Linked DNA regions of Anser cygnoides: region 1 is linked to region 2. Evidence: chromatin contacts called from public Hi-C data. All regions are on one chromosome and are shown on one strand. Each heading gives the region's core, a stretch centred on a gene start, on an enhancer-like site or on the middle of the called end of the contact. The rest is flanking DNA. Distances are from core to core; before and after follow the strand shown. Region 1 overlaps SOS2 (SOS Ras/Rho guanine nucleotide exchange factor 2). Region 2 holds the start of SOS2 (SOS Ras/Rho guanine nucleotide exchange factor 2).

Region 1 (2,700 bases), core at 149-2,648, 33 kb before region 2:
GGCTACCAGCGGCAGCAAGCTGCTAGCCTGTGGCCGCAGCGGCTGCCTGAGCTGCTTGGGAGCAAATGAACGGTGAAATACAGGAAAACCAGGCCTAGAGAAATGCTTGTACAGATGTTCACTACAAGCACGGATTTGGGGTTGCCTGCTGCAGACCCCCCACGTGGCTACCAGCGGCAGCAAGCTGCTAGCCTGTGGCCGCAGCGGCTGCCTGAGCTGCTTGGGAGCAAATGAACGGTGAAATACAGGAAAACCAGGCCTAGAGAAATGCTTGTACAGATGTTCACTACAAGCACGGATTTGGGGTTGTTGGGTGTTTCTTTTTACTTACTGTTCTATAAATCATCTAGAATCTGTCAGCGTTAAGTGCAGGCAACTTACACCAGCAGTCATCAACGTGCAGTCAATTAATTTCTTCTAAGAAGCATCCAGAAGATTAGGAGAGATGCTTCTTTAAAGCGGGCTTAAATTCCCTGCAAAGGCTCAACGTTTTTAAGGGAGCCTATTTAGGAATGTGCTTGCAAGCTAGAAGTAATGGTGCTCTCGTTCTGTGCTGCTGAGTTTGCACCCTAGTCCTGGACCGGCCTGTTCTGCCTCTACGTCACATCTACAGTCACTCGTCAGTATTATTTATGGCACTTTTAAAAGAAAAATCTTCCTCTTACCACTGAACAGGCGGGCAGGTTCTCTCTGCTCTGCAGACAAGATCTGCAATTCTCTTAGAATGGGGACTGCTACTCTGCTTTCTGACCTGTGTAGGTGCCTTTATATTATTTTTTTAGACTATTTTTGTAAATAAACACTCTCAACACAATGGAAAATACAAGCAATGCGCTTCTAATAGCGGCTTACAAGCTAAATTCAAGAGATTAACAACTCTGCATCTGCTGTCTCCCATGGTATCCTGGTATCAACTGGCAAGTTCTTTCACACGACGTAAGTTCTACAAACAACCTGTGCTGGAACAAACCTGCTTCAAACAATCTGAAACTAACGCAAACATACAAAAACCGAACAGCTAAAAACGTATTGTTACATAAATACAAAGATAAAGCACCACCAGGATCTGCTAGGAGTCCCTCCGCATGCTGTTAGTTATTGAAATGCCCTTGCGGAGGCAGACGGACAGGGTTTGTTAGTCTTGGCTCCAAACGCTGTTTGGGAAAAAGCACACAGAAACCCGAGAGGACAATGCTTTCACTGAAGATTCCCAAAGCCAAAGCGGCAAGTACTTGTGCTATAAAACCCTCGCAAGTTACACTATCAAACTAATAGTCAGATGCACCAGTTCTTTCCGAAAGAGCGAGATGCCCTAACATGCCACAGAAACCCACCATGTCTTTGAACTGGCTGACGTGGGAGTCACAGATATCATAAGCTATGGGTTACCTGCATGGTAACGAGTAGCTTCAACGCTGAATTTCAGTGTGTGGCCAACGAGAAATTCTGTATCTTCCTTTTCTTTCTTTCTTTAAGATATACAGCTCAAGACAACCTAGCTCTAGTTGTTACAATAGCATGCACGTTTTTAAAGACTCACACCTAAGATCTCTCAAACATTTTCAGCAGTGTTAGTACTTCACATAATTACAAGTTTTCTTTCTGTGGCTTTAAGATAGCGTTTCACAGGGAAGTCTGAAGAATTGATTGGGATTCGCATCCTTTTCTACTGAGGGACTTCAGGAAGTGGCAGGCTAAGGCTTAACAGAAATAACCACCAGCATTTCTCCTCCTCCACGCAGCATGCAACACTGCTGCTTTAGCCACGATGGTCTTGGGAGAAGAATGAAGCAAAGGTTTAACAGAAAGCATCGGTAGCTCCTTAGACCACTAACACATTGTGGGAGGGGGGACTTGCATGCCTGAAGTCTTCTTATAGCTTTGCCAGCAAAGCTATTTTATTTAATAAGATATGGGTTATTTCTGCAAACCTCACTTTACATTTAACTATATGCAGGGGAAAAAAAGAAAGAAAAGGAAAAAAAAGAAAAAAGAAAAAAAGGACTAAATTAATCACCCATACAAGCACCGTCTTAAAAAACACATATAGAGCAAATGTTCAGGGTACCTGCATACATATGGTATGTTAACCTTTCGATTAATTTCACAACCGTTCCTCCTTTGATGATAGGAATTCCATTCCTGCTTTGCAAGTTGTCCTCAAAAACAATGTTATCCTCAGAGTCTTCCACTACAAAACGATACACGCTTGGGCTGGGCAACCTCAGGGGCTGTTCGTTTTCTTCTTGCAGTAACACTGAATCAAGCATCCTATCCAGAGTACTCCGATACTGGAGGGAAATCAGAGCAGCCATCCAATTACTCTTCTCTTCAGCAGACTTGGCAGCAAAGAGTATACTGTTTTCATCTTTAGACACCAGTTCAAAAGCATGTTTATATTCAGATGTGTCATCTTTATCAATAATCTGTATTTTTCTCATGATAATTTTTTCCTTCAGTCTATACTCCGCATTGCTGTAACCGGGCAGCCGTGACTGGCCGTGATTAGTTTTACAGCTGATCATTAAACCATCAAAGAGAAAGATGTGGCGTTCATGTTTGGCTCCTATTTTTGTCAAGGTGCCTTCCATTATGAATTCATTACAGCACTGCCCAATATCTTTGCCTTCCCAGCCATCAATATTTTTCTGGATTTCATTCATTTTCTTGATGGCCAAGTGTTTGCTTCTTATTTGTCGG
Region 2 (2,871 bases), core at 280-2,779:
GCTTCTGAAGCTTTTAAGAGACTTTAACGTTTTTATCACAAAAGCATGCTGTTTGACAGGATTGTACCCAAACCGGCTGACATGCAGATTTTTCAAACCTACCCAGAATTAGCTTTTTGAATACTGTAATAACAGTTTGTAAGTTCAGAAGCTAACAGTCTCTTGCTTTATGCACACTGGGAGCTCCGTGCAACAGTTTTCGGCTAGCCTGCAAATAACGGGCACGCTCTCATCTCATTACCAAAGTGAAAGTGCAAGATGTAAACAAAACAATAACTCAGGCATTTGCTAAAATAGCCCGGGTTTAAAAATCCCCAGCGCCGGTATCAGGGCATTCCATCTTTTAAACAGGATTTTCAAACTGGCTTTCTCCTCGAAACTGGAACAATGATACAATTTTGTTTTGACTCACTGATACTGCACGTTCATAGGAGAAATGCACGTTACGGTACGATTGCTTCACGCTAAAGGGTGGGTACTGCAGACAAGGAACTTTCCCAGGAGGAAAAAGATTATCTATAAGCAATTACGAATTTTTACAGGCAGCCACTGGTATCAAATATTTATTTTTGCTGCTTAGAAAGTAAGATCCTGTCCTATTTCTTTTGCCCCAAATGAAGTATACGATGACAGAATCAGCAAGAGCGGTGTTAATCCAGTGACTTTAACGCTTTTTTTGGTGTTGCACCATAAAAATAAGTTGTAAGGACGTGAAACCCTTTGGGACGAGGCGATGGAGCCCCAGCTCAGGTGGGGAGGAGGTGGTTAGCGCCGAGGGCAGGCTTCGTGCTTTAACCGCTGGCAGCTCAGGAGGAGGCTTCGAGAGGCAAAACCCTACCTCAGGACTCTTCAGGCAGGTGACGAGCGGTTTTTACGCCAGCCACAGGACTACCTGCCTGCCTTTTAACACCGCTGACCGTTAAACAAATTCTGACTGTTATTTTTGAGGGGGGCAGGCACGTCCCCAAGCCTCCCCGGCCCCCCCAGCGATGGGCTGGGGCTGCCCAGCTCTACAAATCACCTCACAAAAGGGGAGAACCCCGCCGGGACGAAGCGGGCGGCTTCCCGCAGCGGGTGTCCCCCACAGGAGGAGGCCGCCTCCCCCCCCCCTTCCCCCGGGGACACCGGCACCAAGCGGCTGAGGGCCGGGGGCCGCGGGGCAGGTGCCACCGCCGGCGGCGGACTGACCTTGCGCAGGGCGGGCACGAAGAGCCCCCGCCATTTCGGGCCGTTCTCCTCGCCGAAGAACTCGTAAGGCTGCGGCGGCGGCTGCATGGCGCCCGCCGGCGGCTCCTCCGCATCGGGCCCGCCCGTCCCCGCCGAGGAGGACGAGGAGGAGGAGGAAGAAGAAGCCGCCGCCGCTCCTCAGCTCCGGGCCGCCGGCGGCTGGCCGCTCACCCCCCCGCCCCGGCGGCCATCACATCCGGCGCGGGAGGGGCCGGGCCCGGGCCGCTCGCCGGGCGCTGACGGGGCGGCGGCTGAGGCGCCCTGGGCCCCGCTCGCTGCGGGCCGCTACCGCCCGCTGCCGCCGCCGCCGCCGCCCTCCGCGCGCATGCGCCGCCGCCGCCATTTTGCGGCCCCCCCCCTCCGCCGCCTCCCGTCAGTAGCGGGCAGCCCGCAGGGGGGCGGCCGGGCTGAGGGGAGCGGGCGCCGCCATCCCGCGGTCCCCTCAGGAGACCCCCTGTGCCTCCCTCGGGGGCTTTCCTCACCCCCCCCCCCGGACTGTCCCCTCCACGGGGTTGCCCTTTCTGAAGGCAGTGTAGTTGAAGTCTTACGTGCCCTTCACGCCCTATGTACCCCTCATGCCTCATGTACCCTCATACCTTATGTACCCCCACCCCCCCTTTTAGGGCTTATCTACAAAGGGAGTTATTCCAAAAGGGATTCATTAAATCAAAATAAAAATTGCCTTTCTGCCAGCGAGAGGGCGACCCCTTGTTAGGGCAGATTTCCCCCGGAGGAGACGGGTGCTTCACTGACAGCTCCCTCTGCTCTGTGGTCTCTCAGCCTTCCCGCTGCATCAGGACAGCCAGGGAAATTTCCAACAAAATAGTTACTTCTGTGGAAAAATGCTGGTTCGTCAACTCCAAACTGTGAGCAAAAAGCAACCCCACTTACGGCTTTGGTGTGGCTGTGGCGAGCCCCCAGGCCGGCAGCAGGCAACCCCAGCACCACACCTCCCTGCTCCGGTGCCCCCTCGCCTACTGTTGCGTCCCCAGCTCTGAGCCCCCAGACCCCATTTTTCAGGATGGTGTGGTCCTGTTCTGGAAACACGAAGTGCCAAAAAGGAGCTCATTTTCCCCAAAGCAGCCACTTAGTAAGCCATGGCATGGGCACTCAAGCACTTCTTCTTTACAACACCTTAAAAAAAAACACTTGTACCACACACTTCCAACATTTAGGACTGACCCTATGGAGGAGCACTTTTAGGGGAAAAAAAATGCAAGTTTATCCCAAACTGTCTTAATGCATTTATTCGGAATTTCAAGAATTACCATTGCACATGTCATTACAGGTCCACGTCAGGCTTAGGACCAGTTCTGCCCACACATACCGATATGAGAAAAAGCTGTGAAGTGGTATAAGTACAGATAAGATACCCCTACTTTAGGAAGACAGGTTCTGCACCCTACCCTCTAAATAAATAAAGTAATTCCTATTAGGTGGAGATACAGCCATCTAAATCTGATGAGAGTTAGCAAATACCAGTGAAACTTTTCTGTAAGTCAGGAGAAATACACAGAACTTACAGCAATTTTAAAAATACGCTATTTTAATCACAATAGTGAAAGGCAAGGTGATTAAGCCATCCCAGTGAGTTGGACCCTTTTAAAAAAATACTTTCATACATTTTCACACTTCATGGGCAAC

What was found. Hi-C and Micro-C count contacts between places; a contact is called where the count stands out from the background.
Region 1: a Hi-C map of liver shows a contact between it and region 2, with 4 times the contacts expected there. The contact joins the enhancer-like site here to the promoter of SOS2 in region 2. A contact is called at or near these places in 2 of 7 Hi-C or Micro-C datasets (both in liver).

The regions. Positions count from the first base shown.
Region 1 is chr5:64,210,854-64,213,553 of Taihu_goose_T2T_genome, reverse strand. It overlaps SOS2 (SOS Ras/Rho guanine nucleotide exchange factor 2), which reads right to left. Exons shown (of 23, transcript XM_048066031.2): 10 at 2,069-2,700. Among named protein-coding and RNA genes, the nearest start is that of VCPKMT, 24 kb to the left of the region's middle. Within about 2 kb of position 1,398, at least 1 of the 3 cell types and tissues checked has open chromatin away from gene starts, as enhancers often do. A contact at or near this core is called in liver, where this site is marked.
Region 2 is chr5:64,177,478-64,180,348 of Taihu_goose_T2T_genome, reverse strand. SOS2 (SOS Ras/Rho guanine nucleotide exchange factor 2) reads right to left here and starts at 1,529. Exons shown (of 23, transcript XM_048066031.2): 1 at 1,189-1,529. The coding sequence starts at 1,275. L2HGDH (L-2-hydroxyglutarate dehydrogenase) reads right to left here. Exons shown (of 10, transcript XM_048066097.2): 10 at 2,459-2,871.